5 separate regions of the Mus musculus genome follow, and all the other regions are linked to region 1. A link is a contact called in public HiChIP or PLAC-seq and promoter capture Hi-C data. All regions are on one chromosome and are shown on one strand. The core of a region is the stretch at or near the end of the contact, and the rest is flanking DNA. Distances in the headings are between cores, read along the strand shown. Region 1 holds the start of Trim59 (tripartite motif-containing 59). Region 2 overlaps Iqschfp (Iqcj and Schip1 fusion protein). Region 3 has its middle 14 kb from the start of Il12a. Region 4 has its middle 28 kb from the start of Il12a. Region 5 has its middle 23 kb from the start of Gm35584.

Region 1 (2,718 bases), core at 141-2,640:
ACGTCCACACATGCTTATAAAATGTCTGTTAGATAAAAGTGAAAATCTTTTAGCCAGGCAGTGATGGCTTTGGCTCCAGCACTTGGGAGGCAGAGGAATCTCTGAGTTAAAGACCATCCTGGTCAACAGAGCAATTATCCAGGACAGCCAGGGCTACACAGAGAAACCATGGTTTTTTGTTTTTTGGTTTTTTTTTTTTTTTTGGGGGGGGGGGGAGAATCAAACAAAAAACTGAATACCTTTTAGATTAGGTCATTTCTCACTTTATGCTTCCTCCATAAGATGGTTAAAATTTTATACACTTCCAATATACATCTTTTTTTCAAGAGATTTTTCAATCTTTCATCATAGCCCAGGAATCACACACTCTAATATCCTGATGTTTCTTCGTATCCAGTTAACTTCCCAGAGCTTACCTGGTCTGTCAATCTCCTGATCTGGACACTGGGTGTACTTTATCTTCTCCAACTTTTCCAGGATCCTTTGTTATTCTAAAAGTAAAACAATTTAATGTTTCAGATTTTGCCTGCAGTAAATATTTCATCTTTAAAGTCCCAACCATTTCCACACAAAGGACTTTTTACAACATAACGAATCTCTGACTCTGGACAAGATTAACCAATGATGGGAACTAAACACTCATAGTTTGGTTTGGTGGGTTTTTTGAGACTAATTTTGTAGTCCTCACTGACGACCTGGAACGCACAGGAGAGCTTGCTGCCTCTGTCTGCCCCCATGCTGGGGTTACAGGCGTGCACGTTCATGCCCCGCTTCAAAGTTTTATTTAAACTCAGCAAGACGACTAGAAATATCCTCGCGCGTAGATATCCCCAGCTCGAAACTACGTTAAATTATTCCCATCAACACATTGGGTGGTCTCCGAAACGCTGCAGGCCTCAGTTTTACCTATGAAGGTTCACATCTGTACAATGGGCATAAGTCCTACGTGAACTCCAAACAAAGAAGTGGCTCAAAGATGGCAGTCACACCCTCTTGTCCAGGATGCCCAGGGCTCACTCGCCCCGCGCGGTGCTGCGGGATCTGCTAGGCTCACCTACCGGCCCTTACGACCTCAATCCCGCCGGTAGCTCGGAGCGCCGCTGCTCCACCCGCGAGCGCGCGAAGCGAGGAGAGGCGAGCGCACGCCCTCCGGAGCCCAGCCCGCCTCCCCATCCTCAAGTCGGCGGCGAACGCACCGGGGCCGCGGGCGCTCGAGAAAGAGGGGCAGCGAGCCGCCTCCCCGGCGGAGCCGCGTACTCACCGCGAGGCGGGCGAGGCGGGCGAGGCGGGCGAGGCGGGCGAGGCGGGCGAGGCGGGCGACGGCGCGCACGGCGAGGGCTCCCGGGCAGCCTGGTGCGGACACTGCGAGGCGCTCGCCCGAGTCTTCAGGTGCCCGGCGGGGGCGGGGCCGGCGGCGCCGCAGCGACTTTCAACCGCGCCGCCTCCGCCAATGAGAGAGCGCGGGCGGCCTTTGAACACCAACGGCCGAGGGCCAGGCGCCTGCGCACTAGCGCGCGGCGCGGAAAGCGCACGGGCGGCAGGGGTCGCGCCTTGGGGGGGAAGGGCTGGCGCCAGGACCTCGCGAGGGCGGGGATGCGCGGGTGACCCGGCGGCTTCTGGAGGCGGCTGGCTGAGGGACTGCTTATTACTTAGGACCACGCCCGCACGGGATGGTTCTGGAGCTGGCGGCGCGCAGGCTTCTTCCATTGTTACCTCACAGGTTCCTTGTTCAGTCACCGGCTGGAGGGCTCGGCGCGCTCGCCCGCCCCCGTGAGGCTCCGGTCCTCCAACTTAGGCGCGCCTAAGCCTTCATCTGTGTCCTCCCTGTCCTCTCTAACACGCTGGGTCAGAAAACACAGTAGTGGCTTTTCACTTTCTCGGAGAAACGCCATTCCAGAGCTCAGACCGCTCTCCGCTCCCGGCCGGTGTGAGCTACAGAGCAGATTCCAAGTCAGCCTAAGACTCACAGCAAGACTTGACCTCGGAGACAAGATGGAAAGAGGGGGCGTAGAGGAAGGAAAATGGATTGTGCCTTCAAGGAGTGTGCTTTACAGGTCCATAGAGTGCCCGACCCTGCCAGAAAGTTCTGTAACCAAACATGGGGAAGGGGCAGAGAAGAGGAGCCTTAGCACTAAGGCAGCTCCACGCTGACCGGCAGCGCTACTCAGGATTTATGAACTGTTATTCATGCGCTCTATAGATGATAGTGTTGGTCTGGAAAAGAAAGACTAGAAATTACAATTCAAATACAGGCACCAAAGCGTAAAAGTCGTAAACCTAAAAACCTCATGTGTTGGGGCGTCAGCCTTCGAAAACTTTGGGCTGAAAAAAAAAAATCAGCTGCTTTGGGTGTCTTCCATTACGATATACACACTCCCAATACTCCCTTTGTGATAGAGTATTGAGAAACGGGATAAAGGATGGGAAATACGTGGTTTTGTTACAGGTATAATATCGGAAAGATGATGAACAGAAATGTGACTTCTGAGCTGGGGGTGTAGCTCAGTTCCAGTGCTCGCCTGGCGTGTTCAGTTCCCACCATGGAAAAGCCAAACCGCTGAGCGCACATTAACATCTTCTTGGCGCTCCTCAGACTCCTTGCTTGAAAACTTTTTGTCTTGAGCTTTGAAACAGAAAGTCAGCGCTGGCTGTTCTTCCAGAAGACCCACACAGCAGCTCACAACTGTTGCACGGGAATCTGATGCTCTCTTCTAGCCT
Region 2 (2,718 bases), core at 70-2,569, 420 kb before region 1:
TGGTGTCACCGCAGAGACTCCTCTGGGAAGTTTGGGTCCACAGTTTCCTCTACCTGTTCTACCCTCACCGTTATAGATGTCAGTTTACAATCCACTCAGTTCGAGTTTGACTCCTCACTGAAAGTACCTACGGATATTTATAAACCACAGATGCCCTGGGTCCCACCTGGAGAGATTCTGATTTAACTGTTCTTGGACTAGACTAGGAATCGGGCTTTTTTAAAGTTTCCAGGTGTCTTAAGAGACATTCTCTCTGCCCGTCCCCTGGAGCTTACTTCTTAGTCATTATTCTTCCCTTTTGTGTGGGATTGCCAGGACGGACCACACTATTAGCTAACTCTGATCAACAGTTATGACTTTGGAAGGCTTTATTCTAAAAGACCATCCCTGGGGAGTAGCCCCAACACATTCCATGCTACTGTCTCCCACCCATGGCCAGCCACGTGCTGGGTGCCAGGGTGCCACCAGCTGTGAGGGTGACAATTCCAGCTTATCTCCCTCCTCTGAGTCCTGGCCACAGCCTGGCCTCTGAAGAGCTTTATCACAGTTATATAGGTCTGCTGTTTCTCCCCCGGTGGTGATGGACCCCCTATCCTGAGAGCAGAGATCACACCACTTGAATCCTCCATTATGTTTTAGATTCTAGCACTGGGCCTGCCATGTACACAGTAGGTCGTCAGCAATGATTTTATCTATATATAGAGAGTCATTTTGCAGGGCTTGAATGATATACATCTTACATCTTACAAAGGACTTTAATGTAAAGATGATTAATGGGAAGGTTTATGGAAATCCTTTCCCTCTTAAGATTTTAATGAAATCCCTCTTATGTGTGTCTCAAAAGAAAACATTGATTTTAATATTTTCCAAAGCTGTTTATTGCCACTTTTTCTTGCCTTTGCAGAAAGTCTCTTGATGCATGTACTGGTGTGTACAATTGTGTAGAGCTACATTAAAGAAAACACTGTAAGAGCTCTAGTTCGGTTAGCTACAGTGAACCTCCCATCACAGGACATCAGAACATTCCTTGAATTGAATTTGCTTGAGATGCTCACAGATTGCTCTATAAAAATGGTCCATAGCTCTTTAGACCCATCAGCAGGGCCATGGTCTGGTTTGTTGGAGGAGGGGCCAATAACAGCATTTCCCTGAGCTCCTTGATTGCCAAATAGACATTGCCATTTGTTCCAGAGTTTCTAGATGTGGCAAGGATGCTGCGGTCACGTGCCCGATTTTTGAAACTGCTCGTGGTTAGTCTTCTCTGCACCATGGCTAGGAGGCTTTCTGCATGAAACCAGGCCTTAAGCTTGGCGTCACCAGCTCACTCCCCACATCCAGACAGTACACATCTTGTCCCCAACCCTTGATGACAGCCAGAAACCACAGCCTTAGCCTCTCACAAGATTTGTCATTTCCTAAAATCATCCTTCCAAACCGTTAGCTTTTGCAGCCTACAGATCTTACAGGCTTTTGGGTTGTGTCTGTTTGCAGGGTTGGGGGGAGGGGAGGGACGGGGTCATGCCAAGAACTTGGCCATTTCTCCCTTCCTGTCCCCTCCACCTAGCTTCTGGATTGTCCAAGTTTTGCATCATACCCTGCTTGGCCCTTTCACTGTTGTGTTGACGCCTTAGAATTATCTGGGGGTGGGGAACTTATGCTGACACAGGACAACTTCGTGTCCACAGAGAGCTTTGCATCATGTGTTTGACGTAAGCTTTCGTAAGAGCAAATTAGATGGACAGCTGCGGGTTTCCATCAGCCTTAGTTAATGCCCCAATCTACGTGTGTTAGAACAGTCGCTCAGTCCACCCTCAGCCACTCATTCTCGAAACCTGATCTTGACTTGTTTGTTTTACCCCTTTGGTTCCTGCAGAGCTGGGGCATCCTACATGTTCGGCGAGTGTGCTACACTGAGCTGCAGCCCCACCTTTAATGTTTGTTTCCTGTCTGTGTCCTCCTCATTTGCCAGTTTGTGCCCATCCTGGCCGCATTCACTGGAATACTCCCTACAAAGACCCCAGCCTTTTTGAGCCCTGGTTGCAGTGCACAGCATGTAGAAACCACATTTTAACTCTTTACTGATGCAGACATTCCAGCTACTCACCTCTTGGCACCTTTTAAACACAATACTTTGCTTCTTCACAGTAGTAATATCTGTCAGCCTCAGATTAATCCTGCGATTGACAAAATCAAGGACCCATGATCACCTAAAGCCAGAACAGCGCATTGAGCTTAAAGGAAGCACTCTACCCTGACTCGCGTGTGTCTCATCCCGACTCCTGGTGTGCAGGCTGCTGTAGCTGTCTTTGGTTTGGAGGGTGTTGGCTGGAAGGCAGTCTGGCTGGGTCTTTCTCCTCAGTGCTGAGTGATTTGTATCTTTGATTTTGCAGACACGCTGAGAGTCAGCAGAAGCACATGGCTGAGAAAATGCCCGCGAAGTGAAAGAGAGCCATCCACCAGAGAACAAGCTAGAATTTATTTTGCTTCTGTGGTCGTAAAAATTGCTGTTGCTAAAGGTGGTTCCGAAACAGACATCAGTGTTAGTCATTGGTAACGTCCGAGCTTACTGTCCCGTGACTGGCCTTCGCTTCTTAATTTATTTTAATTTCTTTCTTTCCTTTTTTTTTTTTTTTTTTTTACTCTTGCCACTTACTATCAGGCCTTTTAATAAAACATTGTTACAAGAACTGTACAGTACTTAAACCACCAACAACCGTG
Region 3 (2,718 bases), core at 99-2,598, 370 kb before region 1:
AGCAAATGGAATATCCTTGAAAGGTGGAAGTCGCACATCCATATCGGTAAAATTCAGACTCTGGGGCTCTGTGTCTGATGTAGGAGCCGCAGTGGATGCTGGGAAATAAGCCGGCTTCTCTGTAAGAGCAGCCAGTGCTCTTAACTGCTGCACCATCTCGCCAGCCTCTTACCTCGGTGTTGCTGTTTTGCTTTTTAGTTGTTGATGTTTTTTTGTTGTTTTTGTTGTTGGTTTGGTTTGGTTTGGTTTGGTTTGGTTTGGTTTGGTTTGGTTTTTGGTTTTTCGAGACAGTGTTTCTCTGTGTCCTGGATTTCTTAAGCTTTCTTTTATTTCTTTGGTATGAGCTATGTAGAGTGTACCTTCATGCCTTCTTATTGTATCCTGGGGGTAGTAAGTAACCTTTAGGTACCTTTGCCCCCTGTAATGCCTCCCTTTCTACCCGGACTATACTTAGACCAGCTTTGGTGAATGAATCAAGTCACAAACTCTTTGGCCTTTTGTTTGCTTTTTAAATTTTGTTGTTTCCTTAGGCCAGCTATCCTTGAACTCAAAATCCTCCTCTCTCAGCCTTCACACTGGGACTCCTGGCATGAGCTAGGGTGTCCAGCTGTCCTTGGCCATTTCAAAAGTAAACAAGGTAGAAACAAATACAGAAAAGACTTAGCAGTCCCGAGTGACCTGATGCTCACCCTCTGTCTCCCCACCGCCCTGCTCCCCTCCCCCCACCCCAGTGCATTTCATTTTGGTTGGCTGATATTCTCCGAGTAAGTTGCAAATCGCCATATTTGCACAAGTCTACACTGACTTATGTTGTTAATTTGAGGGGTGCCAGTTATGGTGAGCAAATCCAAGGTTTTTAATGTGTGCTAAATCAGTGCCCGATCTCTCAGATACGCCCTTAACCCTCTAAAGAAGGCAGCCTTGTGCACACGTGCCAAGCAGTTATCTTTATAAATAGTTCATCAAGCAATTCCCGCTTATAAAATCTGTCTTTTTTTGCTATGCCCACCCAGAGCTTGTTCAGAACTCAAAGCAGGGAGTCTGTGCCTCTGTACGCATGTGATCAGATATAATTCAAATAATGCAAAAATAGTTAAGGAAGAAAGGGGAGCAAATTTAAAATAAATATTTGCAGTTTGGGGCTTCCAAGCTCTGCCATTTCCTTCGTTTCCAATCACACAATCATATTCAGCTTATTATGTAGTTCGTGTCTTGCTCTCAGCCTTCCCCCCACCCCCACCCCGTCCTTTCCCCCAAGTGTTTTTGAGTCCCTGATACCGCCCCCCGCCCCCCACGCCCCGCCCCAGGTGCAGAGGAGCCAGTGCCTGGCACCCAGTACACATGTTTGGTGGCTTTCCGTTGAGTGACTCATTGCTCAAGCAGGCACTCCAGCTGCCTTCCTTACCCTGACTCCCTCCCACCTCCTTCTGCCCAGTTCCAAACTTGAGTTTATCCAACACTCATTTTTCTCGGCTTCTGCTATTCTTAGGCTGCGGAGAGATGCTGAGGGGGAAACTCAGACTTCTGTCAAGTGGGTCTCCACGGAAGCAGACCGCCAACCCTCACACAGGCCCCGCGTTTATCTCCTGGTACCGCGACAGGATGTTGCACACAGTGATCTTCAAACTCAGCTGTGGCCACAGCCGTGACTCCGTGACAGTTACTGGCAACGTTTTGGCTGATTCTCTCCACTTCCTATGCCGTCCCTCTCCAACTTCCCTGTTCCTAAGCTGTTTCAGGTCTAAGCGAGCTTGCAGCACCTTAAGCCTCCTCCCACAATAGCTTTAAGTCACTTGCTTTTATTTTATTTTTAATGTTCATAGGTTATTTTGACAAAGCTCTTTGTAAACTTAATCATAAGGCTGTATTATATTCTGTAAATGCTAACCACATTTAAGCTTCTCTAATGAGAGACCTGCCCATACTTTGGCATTTATTTTGTTATTACAATTTTTGTCTTTTGCATTTCTGAAATTCTTTAAGGTATATTCCTGGCTTTATCGGGGTCAACGGCTCCAGAAAGTTCAGATTCTTGATAAACTTTGTCAAATTTATTTTCAGAAACAGTTTCATTATGAATTCCCTTTCATACCTTTGTCAACCTAAAAGGATTTATTTCATGTACCTGTATTTGGTTGAGCCGTCTCATATCTTTTTAACATAGTTATTAACTATAGCTTTCTTCAGTGAGTTGTCTGTTAATGATTTTTCTCATTGGCCTACTGGGGTCCTCATGTTCTTAATTACTTTGTCTGTGTTATTGATAAATTTCACTGAGTAATTTGTGTGACAAACTCTCCAGATTGGTCGTTGTGGTTCCAGGATTCTCCTGTCTCTGCCTCCCTCCACTGGGCTTGCACATAGGGGCTCCAATCTGCCTCTGTCTTTAATCTCAGATCCATGCCAAGGTCTGGAAATCTTGTATCATCTCTCATGAAAGTTAGTTTGTAAGATATTAGCATATGTTCTGCTGTGATATAAAATTTACCCCATCCATCCTGGGAATTATTTTATTTTTGGAGTTTTTAAATATTTTTATTAATTCTTTGAGAATTTTGTACAATATATTTTGGTCATATTCACCCCCTCCTCCTAGATGCACCTCCCCTCCTCTACTTTTTAACTGTTGAGTCTAGTTTGTGTAGTCCCTTGGTAGTGGCCTGCCTAGAGTGGGGTTGACCTGTGGGGGGCCACAGCCTTAAAAATCAACAGAGTCTT
Region 4 (2,718 bases), core at 108-2,607, 320 kb before region 1:
TCGGGGTTTGTTTTATGGGGTTTTTTTTTGTTTGTTTGTTTGTTTGTTTTGTTTTGTTTTAGTTTTAGTTTTGGTTTTTTTAATGTCTATGAGTATACTGTAGCTGTCTTCAGACATACCAGAAGAGGGCAGCAAATTCTATTACAGATGGTTGTGAGCCACCATGTGGTTGCTGGGAATTGAACTCAGGACCTCTGGAAGAGTAGTCAGTGTTCTTAACCACTGAGCCATCTCTCCAGTCCTCACTTAATAATTTTAAGACGTCTATGAGAATCATTTTTACCAAGGCAGAGATTCAGGCTCAGAAATGTTAATTAACTACCTCAGGATCACACAGCTTGAAAATAGAAAATGATACTTTTGCCGCTGGCCACTAACAGTTCGTGCCTTGTTTCCCCTTCTCCCCTCTGCTGCACCCTGTAGTGTCAACTGCCATAGCATGGTACAGTCCCCTTCCCTACAAGAATTGTCACACACTGAATCCTCCACGCATTTATTATTTCCCAAGCTTCGTGGTTCTAGAAAATACACGAGCTCTCTCATTTCACCCGTAGGTCCTCCTGCTATTTAAGTTGCTGTTCTAAAGAGCTTGGGGAAACACGAACTTGAAACTGGGAGATATGGTTTCAGTGATAGTCCTGGAAAAAAAAAAAAAACGGATCCAGCAGCTGCAACCTTTGCATCTTGTAATACAGTCTCTACACATGTCCATTTTATTAAACCAATTATAGGAGCATGCAGAGTGAACCAATCTTACACAAAACAGGTCCTCTTAAAAGCCAGATCTGCATCCGTGGCAAAAGCATACTTTTCCCTCAGCCAGCACTGCATACCCTGTGCTGGATACTAGTGCTTTTGTCTCTGTGCTATGAGAAAAGACCTGGCAAGAAGTAACTTCAATGAAGAGGGTTAATTTTAAGCTTCCTGTTTATAGGGGGCCAACTCATTCAGGTGGAAAAGCGAGGCAGCCAGATGGAGAGGGCGCTGATCACGTTTCTTCTTGTTGTTGATGTTCCTTCCCCCCCCCCCTCGTATTTAATTACATCTAACAGCCCAACTCATGGACCGGCACCACCCACATTCAGGGGAGGTATATCCTAAAGTCCCTTGAAATGCCAAGACCCCCTCAAAAGGAGCGTTTTCCTGGTGATCCTAAATCCAGGCAGGCTGACCATGAGGATGTCCTAACACACAGCCCTTTATCTCCTCTGTGGATAGGAGAGAATGAGAAGCTCTCAAGACCCGGTGGAGCAGACAAAACATAGGCCAGTGAGCTTTAGCTTCCAGACAGGGAAAGTCTCACAGCGAGAAGGGGGGAGCCAATATGCAGGGAGGCCTGGACACCAACAGCCAGACCAGGAAGCTGACTTGTCCCCATGGGTTTTAGTTCCTTGGGGGGCGGGGGAGGGGTATCGCACATACTACAACAAAGGAAGAGACATTTTTATGTCAGCTCCATCATCCCGTCACTCCATTGGATATTTGCTACAGTTCCAACTTCATCATAAACATAAAATCACCTCACAGCTATCCAACTCCAGAGACCCTAGTCTCAATGGAAGGAATACTCAAACCAAAAACCTGCTGTCGGGGCTCTGTAACCTGTCCGACTTTAAAACTGCAGTAATGAAAATCAGGTATACTCTTGGGAAGCATAATGAAGATATTTTCCATACACTTGAAGAAACAAATGACCAGTTTTATTTAAATATCTGCAAGTAGGTAACACCGAGTTCAGCCATGGCTGCAACCGCAAGGCACTTGGCCACGTCTCCATAGAATGTGCACCGGCTGCATCTTAGAGCCTGGAACAAGGACCCCAACCTTCCCATGTTCCGAGGGACTTTCTGCTCTGACATCCTCAAGCAAGCACACTGCATGCCCGCCTGGAGCCCGGCGCACTGCCACCTCCTGGTCAGGGGAGAACTGCAGTTCGGAGGACAGAGGGTCTTGGCCAAATCCACACAGGCTGCGATGGAGAGCTGCCCTAGAATTAGAGAGAACCACGTGTACAGCAGGCCTGTCTTCCATACCAGCACCTTGGCCTGACTTTGTGCATCCTCAGAGACCTCCCGTGGATGTACAGAGACCCCAGGCCTGGGGGCCCGAGGCACATCGTCTCTGCGTTCCTGCCAGGCTAGGAAGGCATACCTAGTGTGGCTGTATTTGTAAAGCAAAATCTGGGGTGCTCTTGCCTTCCGGGTTGATGGTAAGAGAGCACTGACTGACTGTTCCTGAAGAGGCTGCAACCTATCCTACACGTACAGACTGTGGGCCTCATACTCCGGTCCTGAGGATGTGCGCACTGGTTGTCACCAGTGGATAACGAGGCTAATTGTCACTAGGAGGTTCTGTGCCCTGTAGGTGCAGAGGACAGCTGCAGGAAGGGAATCAACTGCGAAGGCGGTACACGCTACCAGTAAAGGTAACCTGTGGGACAGTATAACCTGTGGGACGCCCTTTCACAGAGTGCGTGCGGGCTCTCAGAATGGAACCGCTGTCCCGCCCAAGGCCCTTTGTGTTCTGTCCAAGACTCTGCGTGCAGGCACCGCACCAGTGCTGCACAAAGCATACCTGCCTGCTCACAAGCCTCCCAGTGGGCTGCCCTGGGCTGATTCACAGGTTCGTGTCCTGAAGCTGTTTGTTTGCTTGTCTACACTCTGCAACCTCGGGAACCCATTTGGTAATGTTCGGGGTTCTGCCAAGCAAAAGGATACT
Region 5 (2,718 bases), core at 119-2,618, 260 kb before region 1:
GCAGACTTAAACACAACTGGAAATACCAGAATGTTTCTGTGCAACAAGGAGAGTTATTTGAAAACCATGCATCTCAGCTGTGATTGTATGCTGTCCCGTGTATACTGTCTGTTTCTCCCTTGGGTAGCCAGGCCCTTTTGTTGGAACAGGTGGTACAGGGAGGATCTTGGGTAGCAGTGAACGTGTGGATAAAGACCACATACCTGGGAGGAGCTTCGGAGAACTAGTTCCATTTATTGGGGCGGGGAAGGCTATTTAAACCTTTGGGAGTGAGTAGAGGCTATGCAAGTACATCACTGGCCAGGGCCAGGGTGCTGGGGATGCCTCATTTGCATGAGGAGGAGTTCCAGGTGCTGCAGGACATGACCTTATAAGGGGTCTACCGGCTAAGTGACTTCCTCTGGTGGGCACAGATGGGGAACACAGGGCTACATGTGCCAGAACATGCAGGCCCTGGGTGGAGAAGGGAAAGAGCCTCCTCCTGCCAATCTCAGGATGAGATTTCCAGGGTTTGGACACACCTCGACCCCACTCTTCCTCCAAGCCTGTTCCCCACAGCTCCGCAGCTGGCTCCCCGACCCCACAATTATAAATGACGAAAGCATGCATACACAAACCCACACACAGAGATATGCACATATACACAAACCTCATATTTGGATTTTGTGCCAAAAAGTTAGAAAGCTCTCCTATCGCTCCTGTGTGGAGTAGCTACGTTGGCCCATGGGGAAAAAGTGAACTTGAAACCAAAACCCTGAAAGCCCTAAGGAATGAAGAGGAAAATAACAACTCACACTGGCAGACATGTCCACACAGGCTGAATATGGCTGAAGACAGCTACAAAAGTAGTCCAGTACAGACCATAAACATTATGAAATTTCTTTTTTAAAAGATAAACCCTGTAATACAACTGATGTTGGGGCTGAAGCCCCAGACAGCCAGAATTCATTTGTGCTCTCACAATGGAAAAATCTTCCTTTCAGTGAGTGAATGGCTCTTAAGTATAGTTTTTGTAGATTACAATGCTGAGCCACAATGTCAAAAGGTCAGACACAGTCTCAGGAAATAGTCCTGTCAGCAAGTGATCAAAGGCCAGGGTCCTTAGAGAAGCCTCGCCACGTCCAGTCAATTGCTCTAGCATATCAGGTTTACTCTTTGCCCACGTTGTCAGGCTGTCCTGTAGATGCTGTATGGTGACCCCTCAGCAAGCACCCTGGATCACCCAGGATCCTCGACATCCTGGCTTTCTGAGTCAGTGTGTTATGTGTTGGTTTTTAGTTTTTATTATGGACAAGTTAAACATATGTCAAAGTAGTCAAGATAGTTTAATGATACTCCACGTTCTATCCTCCACCTGCAACAATGAATGACTGGGTCTGGGCTGGTTTTCCATGACGTCTTTCCTCCTCCCCAGACAGCGTCTCATTTGACCACAGACATTTCAGTGTGTGTGTGTGTGTGTGTGTGTGTGTGTGTGTGGGTGTGGTGTGGGTGGGTGTGTGGGTGTGTGGGTGTGTGGGTGTGGTGTGGGTGTGGGTGTGTGTGTGTGAACATCCACCTGTGCCAGTAGCCTTTAAGTCTGTGACTCACACTGCTCTGCAGAGAACTGCATGGAGACTTGAAGCCTCAAGAATGTATCAGGCCTCATAAAAACCAGGCAGATAGATGCTTTGTGTTCTCTTCATTAACCAAGACCTCAAAACAGAAACTAATCACCAAGCCCGGAATACCTTTCAGGATGGAGGAAAAGGGGGACAGATTGGAGTTTTAAAGAGAGATAGAACGTGGCTGGCATATAAATTAGGAGTTCTCCATTGCCTTGGCCCACCAACGTGACCATTAGAGCATGTCTGGCCCAGGATGGATCTTACACAGATGAGGTAAGTGGAGCTTGGAAGATGACTTGAGGTAAAGCTGGGTGACATCACTGTCCCCAGTCCACAAGATTTACACAGTACACGAATACACTCTCAACTCAAGGTTAGGAGAAGCAGAGAGGCAAGGGAGGTTAGCTTAGGAAGGACCGGTTCATCATGGTGTCGGTCAGCCACCATCACGGTGTGTTTCCTGAGTTGTGTTCTTGTGATTCTCACTGAAGATAGAGCCCTCTTTTAAACAAAACAACACACCCCAACTGTTCGATCTCTCTCTCCCCATAAACAAGAGGCTCATGCTTCCTACTTCCATGGCTCTGGCCTGCCTCAAGACGAGCCCAGACTCCCAGCATGCTCTTCCATGGACTCCTGCCCTACAGCTCCATACTGCTCATCTCCCTGCAAAGCCTTCATGTTGTCTGGTTGGTTTTGGTGGTGGTGGCTCTGTCTTTGTTTTCCTGTCTCCTGGTGTCTCAGGCTGGTTCGCGCGTGCCTTGTATAGGATACTTTCCTCCTTCAGATCCACGCTTTCTCTATGTTTCTTGGCCTCCCTCAACTACGTTTTAAAAGCCTTGCATCCAATAACTTCCTCCCAAAAGTCCGATGCCTGTGACAGTTCCAGTCTGCTTTCTTCACACTGGAGAGCATTGCCTTTGAACTGTCTTACCCTGATTAACCTTCGTCATTCATCTGGTCTCTGCTCTTCTTGAAGTACTCAGGGCTTTCTTTGCTGAGAAGCTCCCAAACAGAACTAAATGGAAGTAGCCTGAGAGTCAAGCAGCAGGACCTGGCTCACTGAGCTCCAGGGTCAGAGGTCCCCTAGGTTCAGATTGCCACTGCTGGG

Evidence for each region. Promoter capture Hi-C pulls out the DNA fragments that hold promoters and counts their contacts. HiChIP or PLAC-seq counts read pairs in DNA pulled down with a chosen protein or histone mark.
Region 2: a promoter capture Hi-C map of the HPC-7 cell line shows a contact between it and region 1. The contact joins the enhancer-like site here to the promoter of Trim59 in region 1. A contact is called at or near these places in 3 of 39 promoter capture datasets (the C10 cell line, the HPC-7 cell line and pre-B cells), 2 of 484 Hi-C or Micro-C datasets (cerebral cortex and granulocyte-monocyte progenitors) and 6 of 115 datasets of contacts at active chromatin or transcription factors (the 230-238 cell line, T-cell acute lymphoblastic leukemia, bone marrow-derived macrophages and 2 more).
Region 3: a contact with region 1 is called in a promoter capture Hi-C map of pre-B cells. The contact joins the enhancer-like site here to the promoter of Trim59 in region 1. A contact is called at or near these places in 3 of 39 promoter capture datasets (the C10 cell line, the HPC-7 cell line and pre-B cells), 1 of 484 Hi-C or Micro-C datasets (CD4 T cells) and 4 of 115 datasets of contacts at active chromatin or transcription factors (the 230-238 cell line, large pre-B cells and pro-B cells).
Region 4: an H3K27ac HiChIP or PLAC-seq map of large pre-B cells shows a contact between it and region 1, with 2.8 times the contacts expected there. The contact joins the enhancer-like site here to the promoter of Trim59 in region 1. A contact is called at or near these places in 4 of 39 promoter capture datasets (3T3-L1-derived adipocytes, the C10 cell line, the HPC-7 cell line and 1 more), 2 of 484 Hi-C or Micro-C datasets (nephron progenitors and ventral hippocampal neurons), 4 of 115 datasets of contacts at active chromatin or transcription factors (the 230-238 cell line, large pre-B cells, pro-B cells and 1 more) and 2 of 9 other capture datasets (adipose tissue and embryonic stem cells).
Region 5: a contact with region 1 is called in an H3K27ac HiChIP or PLAC-seq map of regulatory T cells, with 4 times the contacts expected there. The contact joins the enhancer-like site here to the promoter of Trim59 in region 1. A contact is called at or near these places in 1 of 39 promoter capture datasets (the C10 cell line), 3 of 484 Hi-C or Micro-C datasets (CD4 T cells, CD8 T cells and regulatory T cells), 5 of 115 datasets of contacts at active chromatin or transcription factors (effector CD8 T cells, regulatory T cells, regulatory T cell precursor and 1 more) and 2 of 9 other capture datasets (adipose tissue and liver).

Annotation. Positions count from the first base shown.
Region 1 is chr3:69,043,352-69,046,069 of GRCm38.p6, forward strand. Trim59 (tripartite motif-containing 59) reads right to left here and starts at 1,391. Exons shown (of 3, transcript NM_025863.3): 1 at 1,262-1,391; 2 at 417-491.
Region 2 is chr3:68,623,417-68,626,134 of GRCm38.p6, forward strand. It overlaps Iqschfp (Iqcj and Schip1 fusion protein), which reads left to right. Exons shown (of 11, transcript NM_001113419.2): 11 at 2,391-2,718. The coding sequence ends at 2,442. Schip1 (schwannomin interacting protein 1) reads left to right here. Exons shown (of 8, transcript NM_001113421.1): 8 at 2,391-2,718. The coding sequence ends at 2,442. Among named protein-coding and RNA genes, the nearest start is that of Il12a, 67 kb to the right of the region's middle. Within about 2 kb of position 1,320, at least 29 of the 459 cell types and tissues checked have an H3K27ac peak or open chromatin away from gene starts, as enhancers often do. A contact at or near this core is called in the HPC-7 cell line and granulocyte-monocyte progenitors, where this site is marked.
Region 3 is chr3:68,675,588-68,678,305 of GRCm38.p6, forward strand. No RefSeq gene overlaps it. Among named protein-coding and RNA genes, the nearest start is that of Il12a, 14 kb to the right of the region's middle. Within about 2 kb of position 1,349, at least 223 of the 459 cell types and tissues checked have an H3K27ac peak or open chromatin away from gene starts, as enhancers often do. A contact at or near this core is called in the 230-238 cell line, the HPC-7 cell line, pre-B cells and 1 more, where this site is marked.
Region 4 is chr3:68,718,549-68,721,266 of GRCm38.p6, forward strand. No RefSeq gene overlaps it. Among named protein-coding and RNA genes, the nearest start is that of Il12a, 28 kb to the left of the region's middle. Within about 2 kb of position 1,358, at least 11 of the 459 cell types and tissues checked have an H3K27ac peak or open chromatin away from gene starts, as enhancers often do. A contact at or near this core is called in pro-B cells, where this site is marked.
Region 5 is chr3:68,782,788-68,785,505 of GRCm38.p6, forward strand. No RefSeq gene overlaps it. Among named protein-coding and RNA genes, the nearest start is that of Gm35584, 23 kb to the left of the region's middle. Within about 2 kb of position 1,369, at least 38 of the 459 cell types and tissues checked have an H3K27ac peak or open chromatin away from gene starts, as enhancers often do. A contact at or near this core is called in CD8 T cells, effector CD8 T cells, regulatory T cells and 2 more, where this site is marked.